Linked DNA regions of Mus musculus: region 1 is linked to region 2. The links are chromatin contacts, called in public Hi-C maps. All regions are on one chromosome and are shown on one strand. The core of a region is the stretch at or near the end of the contact, and the rest is flanking DNA. Distances in the headings are between cores, read along the strand shown.

Region 1 (3,067 bases), core at 326-2,825, 160 kb before region 2:
AATGAGAGCCACATGGCCTCTTTCCTAACATTCATAGCAACACAGATCACTGTGTAGTATGACAGAGAAGAGATAAAACATTGAACGTGGTAATGGGAAGTTTCGTTTATTGGTGTTTAAGCTCTGAGAGGAGAGTGTTCTTTGAATTTTTTTTTTTTTTTGGTCAGGCAGGTGCTGCGAGTATTGGCTTGTCTGGTGTCCAGTCAGTGACCTTTATCAGATGGGCTGAACTGCAGCTCAAGATTTTGGCAGGTCATTCTATCAGAGATAAATCTGTGCTGAGAAGTGTCTCTCCCAAACGCAAACTCGCCTTTCCATGTTATCTGAGGCTTCATCCATATCATATCCAGCGTGATTTTAGTAGTTACGTCTCCCTTGATCATTTTTCTATAAACGACTGGGAATGTTATTGCAGATAATAATTTAGAAGTTAGGTCAGTATTACAGAGTTACTTCAGGTCTGTAATTTACCTGAAAATGTAATGCATTTGGTTGTGTTTCATTTGTTTTCCTTGTTGCCATGATAAAAAATAACTGGCTAATGTAACTTAAGGGAGGAAAGCTTTGGCTCACACTCACAAGGAATATGGTCCTTCACTGTGAGGAAGGCCACAGGCAGCTTGATGCCACGGTGGCAGAGTGTTCTGGTATTCCACTTCTTTGCATACCAGGAAGCAGGAAGCAGAGCTCAGATGAGAAGCAAGGACATTCTATAAAACCGTTAGTCCTCCCCACCTCCAATGACCACTTCCTCCAACAAGGCCACACCCTAAGAGCTGGGATCAGAAGTTCAAACACATGAGCCAGTGGGAGCATCTCGCACCAAAGCATGACATGGGGAGACATGGCTCGTCAGCTCTTACAGCATATTCACCTCCTCTCTCCTGTGTCCACTTCCTTCTGGTGGAAACATGCATTTTCAGTATATCCCACAATCCAGAAAGGTTTTCCTCCCCAGGACCTACACTTCCTGACTTCTAAGTCACGCCACCCTCTCGGGTCGCTATTGCTTGTCGGTTGTTTTGCTTCTGATCATGATAACTTGAATCACTCAGCAAGTGTGCCATGCAACTGGTACAGCAACAGAGGGTATAATGCAGAGGGTGGGGGCAATTGCTGATGTGCATCCCATAACCCTCACGGAATCCCTCAAGAATGGGGTCCTAGACAAAAGTACCCACTGCGGAAAAAAGAACAAAAAAGAAGAAGCCTGTATCAAGCAGAACTGAAATGGGACAGTAGTTTAGTTTCAAATTCACTCCATTTGCTGTCTGTCTGTTGCCCAGAGCCCTATTTCTGAGTTATCCATGGTAAAGAGTGTTTGTTTTCACCTCAGTCTTAAGCACTGAAATAAGAACTTGAATTCTGTATTGGTCCCTGGTTGCTCTATAGGTAAATAAGGCTTCTGGCTTGTTTTTTTGTTTTTTGTTTTTTTTGTTTTTTGTTCCTCCAGCAACATTGCCATCTCTCTGGACATGAGTCGTGCTTCTGTGGCCACAACCAGCTCAGCCCAGTTCCAGGAACGCAGTGGGAACTCCAGTTGGATATGAGCAGAACAGAGCAAGAGGACAGACGTCATCTCCAGGTCAAGGGCTGCTTAATGATCCAAAGGAACTGCACAGATGTTCCAGTTATTACAGGCAGTGACTGTCAAAAGGAATCGGATGCTCCCTCTCCAGCATGCATAACTGTGCCACCCTGAACCTCTGCCAAGCAGAAGGCCATCACCTGGTGTGTTTAGAACTCTAGACAGAAATAATCCTTTGAAACAGTTTTTAAAAGTTGAAACCAAGAGATAGAAAGATGACACAGCTCTTAAGAGCCTCCTCACACAATCGTAAATTCTTGAATTCAGATCCGAGCACAAGAAAGGTATCCTGAAAACACCTTAGCTCCAGCTTCCTGGAACCAAACATCTTCTGCTAGCCTCTGATAGCTCACAGTCATATCTGTATCATATCTTCCATGCAGGCACACACACACATACACACACACACATGAATAGATGATAGATGGATAGATAGATAGATAGATAGATAGATAGATAGATAGATAGATAGATAGATAGACAGAGAAGCAGGCAGACAGATCGAAACTTTAGAATTTGAAAGAGAAGATACCAATCCTTTCTTAAAAATTAAATTTGATCAATACAAGTTGAGTTCCTACTAAACACACTGAAAGATCCTGGTGTCCACGAAGGATTTTGGAATAAAAGTAATGGTCAGGTAAGTAGGTTTCAAAATAAATGCCAAGGCACACTGAGATCCATAGGCCATTAATTATTAATTTATTTCTAAACCACCTCTTTTCAACACAACCTCAGACACCTTGAATCTTGATCATGAATAAAACCCTCTACTTCTGTTCCCACGTGGAACTGAATAAAACGCCAAAAAGAAGGCTGAGGCACCTGGGAAGAAGTGCAAGCTGTCGAAGGATGGAGCAGCCAGAGCTCTCTAACAGATCAGAACACTGGGGCTCCTGTGGCATCAGAGACTCCATTCACTGATGTTGCCCTGAGCCTAGGACCTGGCCATTCCTCCAAAGGAGTCTCTTGAGTCACAATCCAGGCATGCATTCCATTACACAGAATAAATAATGGCTTAATTTATTAGCTACACAAAAATTTCATGGGAGGTTTTTTCAGAGAAGCTTGGGAACTATCCACATTTTCTTTTCTTATAAACAAAATTCCTCATTTTCTAAATGCATGGTAGAGACCTTTGCAACTATCTTCTGCAGCTGGCTTTAAACGGGAGCTGTGAAGTGCTAGGCCTGTGACTCTCTCCATATCTGGTGTCCATCCTTCCTAGAGAGGGGTTCAGCATCTTGAAGCGCTTTGTTGAACTCTGTCTTTATGGCTACTGTGCTTCCTTCCCTGTGCTCTGCGAAGCTTCTCACCTCAGTGCATGTAGCTCTGCAGACAAGGGATGAAGAGATAGGGCGCTTGGCAGATGAAGTCCCAGCACAGAGTTCAAGCCTTGCTTGGGACCCAGGCAAGACTGAAATTGAAGGCTTGCCCTTCTACCTCCTAGTTAGGACCTGCAGGCAAGTCTCTTCACTC
Region 2 (3,230 bases), core at 724-3,223:
CAGGAAGAGGAGCAGGAGTTTAAGGCCATCCTGGGATAGATAAGATTCATCTGGAAGGAAGGGAGGAAGGGAGGAAGGGAGGAAGGGAGGAAGGGAGGAAGGGAGGAAGGGAGGAAGGGAGGAAGGGAGGAAGGGAGGAAGGGGGAAGGGAGGAGAGAGGGAGGGAGGAAGAGAGGGAGGGAGGGAGGGAGGGAGGGAGGGAGGGCTGGATGAAGGATGGGAGGGAAGAAGGCAGAAGACCCGAGACAATGTGGAACTCTACTGTCATGACCACTGCACAAACTGTAGTACTGGGTTCTGCCCCAGAACTTGACTGAATCATTTTCTTTTCCATCTACTCAATTTCTTTTTCTAAATCAGAAACGACTTCAGCAATGTGGTTAAGTTCAAAAAAGGACAGGTCTTGCAATTCAACAGGCTCTGGTCCTAGGTCACTGGCTTAGAAAGATGAAATGAAAATCTCAAAGTGGTTTTGATTTGCATTTCCCTGGGTAGGGTATGTGCAGGTGACTGCTGGGGCCAGAGGCTCTGGATCCCCTAGAGCTAGAGTTACAGGGCAGGGTAGGCCACACCTAAGCACCTAGGAACTATTCCAGGGGCTGGAGACAGGCCTCAGCAGGGAAGGGCACCTGCTACCAAGTACAACCTCCTGAGTTCGATCCCTGGAACCCACATGGTAGAAGGACAAAGGGGACTCCCTACACAAGTCGTCCTCTGACGTCCATTCCTGGGTAATGTCACAGGTGAGTGCCACACTCCCCCAACACATAAAAACTAATTAAATCATTTGAAAATAAAGTATTTGAAATATGAATTTGGAGCCTAGTGGTGTCTCCCTCTATAATGACACAGAGTATAATGGCAGGAGTATTGGGAGTCCCAGGTCATCCTTCACTACATAATTCAATAGCTCCGTGTCAAAAGAAAACCAACCATCCAGCCAGACAAGAAGATTGGCTACTTAGCCAATGCTTATTTCTGCTCTTACTTATAACTTTGCTCTCAGCGTTGTAGCATATTGTAATTCCCCCTTTGTCCACAGGTTTGCCTTCCCAGGGGCACTCAACCAGTTTAAAAACATTGCAAGTGGAAAATTCCAGCAGTCAACGATCTGTAAGTTTTAAATAATTTTAATTAAATTTAAAGTAAACTAACGTCCCACTAATTGTTCCATTTTGCTATTAGCTGTTTTGGTGAATCGATTGTGCCTAACAAATTTCATGAGAAGTGTGTATAGGGGGGAAAACTCTAAAGATGAAAATTGCAAGAACTACTTCTAATGATGTTTATTTTGGGGGCCAGTGAGATGGCTCAGTGGGTAAAGGCACATGATAAATCTGCTGCCCGCGACCGAGTTCTCGTTGAACTCCTGAGAGGTGAAGGAACAAAATCGGCTCCAGAGCTGTCCTCTGACCTCTAACGCGAATAATGGCATGTGCGCGCACACGCAAAATTAGGACGTTTTTAAATATAGAGTTATTAGTTTGACCCATACCATTAATACACACCGCAGTAGGTATGAGTCCTAATTGTTGGCCCCCGCAGCGCCTTTCCTTCTCACTTGTTAGAGACAAGCTTTTTCCTAATGTATCCCACAGTGAGCTCGAACTCACTACGAGCTCAAGCTGGCTTTAACTCGCAGCAATACTCCTGCCCCAGCGTCTCAATTCGGGACAGAAAGGAAGAAGGTACACAGCGGAACTAGCTAGGTCCTGACGCCGGCCAGCACAGCGAGCCGGCTCTCTCCCACCGAGGTGGGACTCGAACTCTCAGCTTGAGGATCCGGCGCTCCCGACCGCCCACAGCTTCCTCACCCAACATGGGTTTTTTCTCCCAAGAGCGCAAGAAAAAAAAAGCGAGACGCACCCCTCGTCCTTAGCGGAAAGAAACGCCGGGGACTCGGCCATCACACCGGCACCACAAGCCACTCAACTGGCGTCGCCCGGGGTTCAACGGCCGCGGTTCCAGAAAGGAAGCGTTGGAGCTTTTTTTTTTTTTTTTTTTTTTTTTAAGCGCTTTTGAACTCAGAAACTTTATTTGGTGGTCTGGCCAGGGTCAGAACATGGGGCGCAAGGGCCTTCCGGCTACGCGAGCGGAAGCCCTGGAGGACCGGAGGCGGTAGCCCGCCGAGCGGAAGGGGGGGGGGGGGGCGCGGAGCGGTCACGTGTTCGGACGGTCACGTGTCCCAGCTTGCCGGCCTGGGGCTTGCAGTGCGCCTGCGCCGCAGCGGGGCGGGGCGGGGTGTGTTTCCGCAGAGGTTCCTGCGGCGGGAGCGTGCGCGTGGGCGTCGCGGTCGTCCTCTCCGCGCACAGGTCAGTGCTTCGCGCTTCCCCAGCCGGAGAAGCTGGTGAGGAGGTGTGGGCTTCGGCCAGGGCCTGGGAATTTAGCCGGGAATCCGAAGCACCTCAAGCCAAACACTCCCGACCCCGCCGAGTTGGAAGCAGGGCATAGTAGTAGCTGCCAAGGTGCATGAAATCACCTTGAACTTAGGAACTGGAAGAAGTGCTCCCAAAGGTCAGCCCCACTTACCCGCTGAATCTAACCTGGATGCAGCCGCTTTTTTCATTGATGGTATTCTGCATCTCATGTACAATATATTTTGGTTATGTCCACCACCACCCCCAGCCCTGCCGTCAAACGCCTAGGCCTACCCATGTCCCACTCCCAACTTAAAACACTAAGTGCAATTAGTGCTATCCTTAGGCACATGGACATATTATGCTTAAGGATAATGCTCAAAAACTGCAGCTCCCTTGTGTTTCATTTTAAAAATTTACTTGACGCCTCTGTGCCCAAGGACACTACTGTCACTGAGCATAGGGGGACAAACACAGAAACCTGCTTTTGAAGAGAGGCAAAAATCTCCTTTATTGCTTTCTGATATCACTGTCGCTAACTAATATATATTATCCCTTATTTGCTCATTTCCAGAGCTAGCATACTGCACACGGTAAGGAGTAGTCATTGCATGAATTAAAAAGCTAAAAATACAAGGTATGTAAGTGGTGCTAAATATGAGGACAAAGTAAAAAATAGCAAGAGAATGGATGAGTGTTGGTTATAAGTATTAATCCTGTCACTCCAGAGGCAGAGGCCAGCCTGGTGTACAAAGCAAGTTCCAGGCCAGTCAAAGAGAGAAATTATAGGTTATCCAGAGAAATCCAGTCTTGAAAATCCAAAGTGGATGTGATGGATGTGTGTTGGTTATATGTATTATACCAAGTCACTGA

The links. A called contact is a pair of places that touch in the nucleus more often than the background predicts.
Region 1: a Hi-C map of muscle stem cells shows a contact between it and region 2, with 2.6 times the contacts expected there. The contact joins the enhancer-like site here to the promoter of Armt1 in region 2. A contact is called at or near these places in 8 of 39 promoter capture datasets (the 3T3-L1 cell line, 3T3-L1-derived adipocytes, embryonic stem cells and 4 more), 2 of 15 datasets of contacts at CTCF or cohesin (large pre-B cells and pro-B cells), 19 of 484 Hi-C or Micro-C datasets (B cells, the Ba/F3 cell line, LSK cells and 12 more), 2 of 115 datasets of contacts at active chromatin or transcription factors (acute myeloid leukemia and large pre-B cells) and 3 of 9 other capture datasets (adipose tissue, liver and macrophages).

Annotation. Positions count from the first base shown.
Region 1 is chr10:4,588,324-4,591,390 of GRCm38.p6, reverse strand. No RefSeq gene overlaps it. Among named protein-coding and RNA genes, the nearest start is that of Gm22739, 110 kb to the right of the region's middle. Within about 2 kb of position 1,575, at least 8 of the 459 cell types and tissues checked have an H3K27ac peak or open chromatin away from gene starts, as enhancers often do. A contact at or near this core is called in liver and muscle stem cells, where this site is marked.
Region 2 is chr10:4,431,348-4,434,577 of GRCm38.p6, reverse strand. Armt1 (acidic residue methyltransferase 1) reads right to left here and starts at 1,973. Exons shown (of 5, transcript NM_024261.2): 1 at 1,867-1,973. The coding sequence starts at 1,907. Rmnd1 (required for meiotic nuclear division 1 homolog) reads left to right here and starts at 2,190. Exons shown (of 13, transcript NM_025343.6): 1 at 2,190-2,312.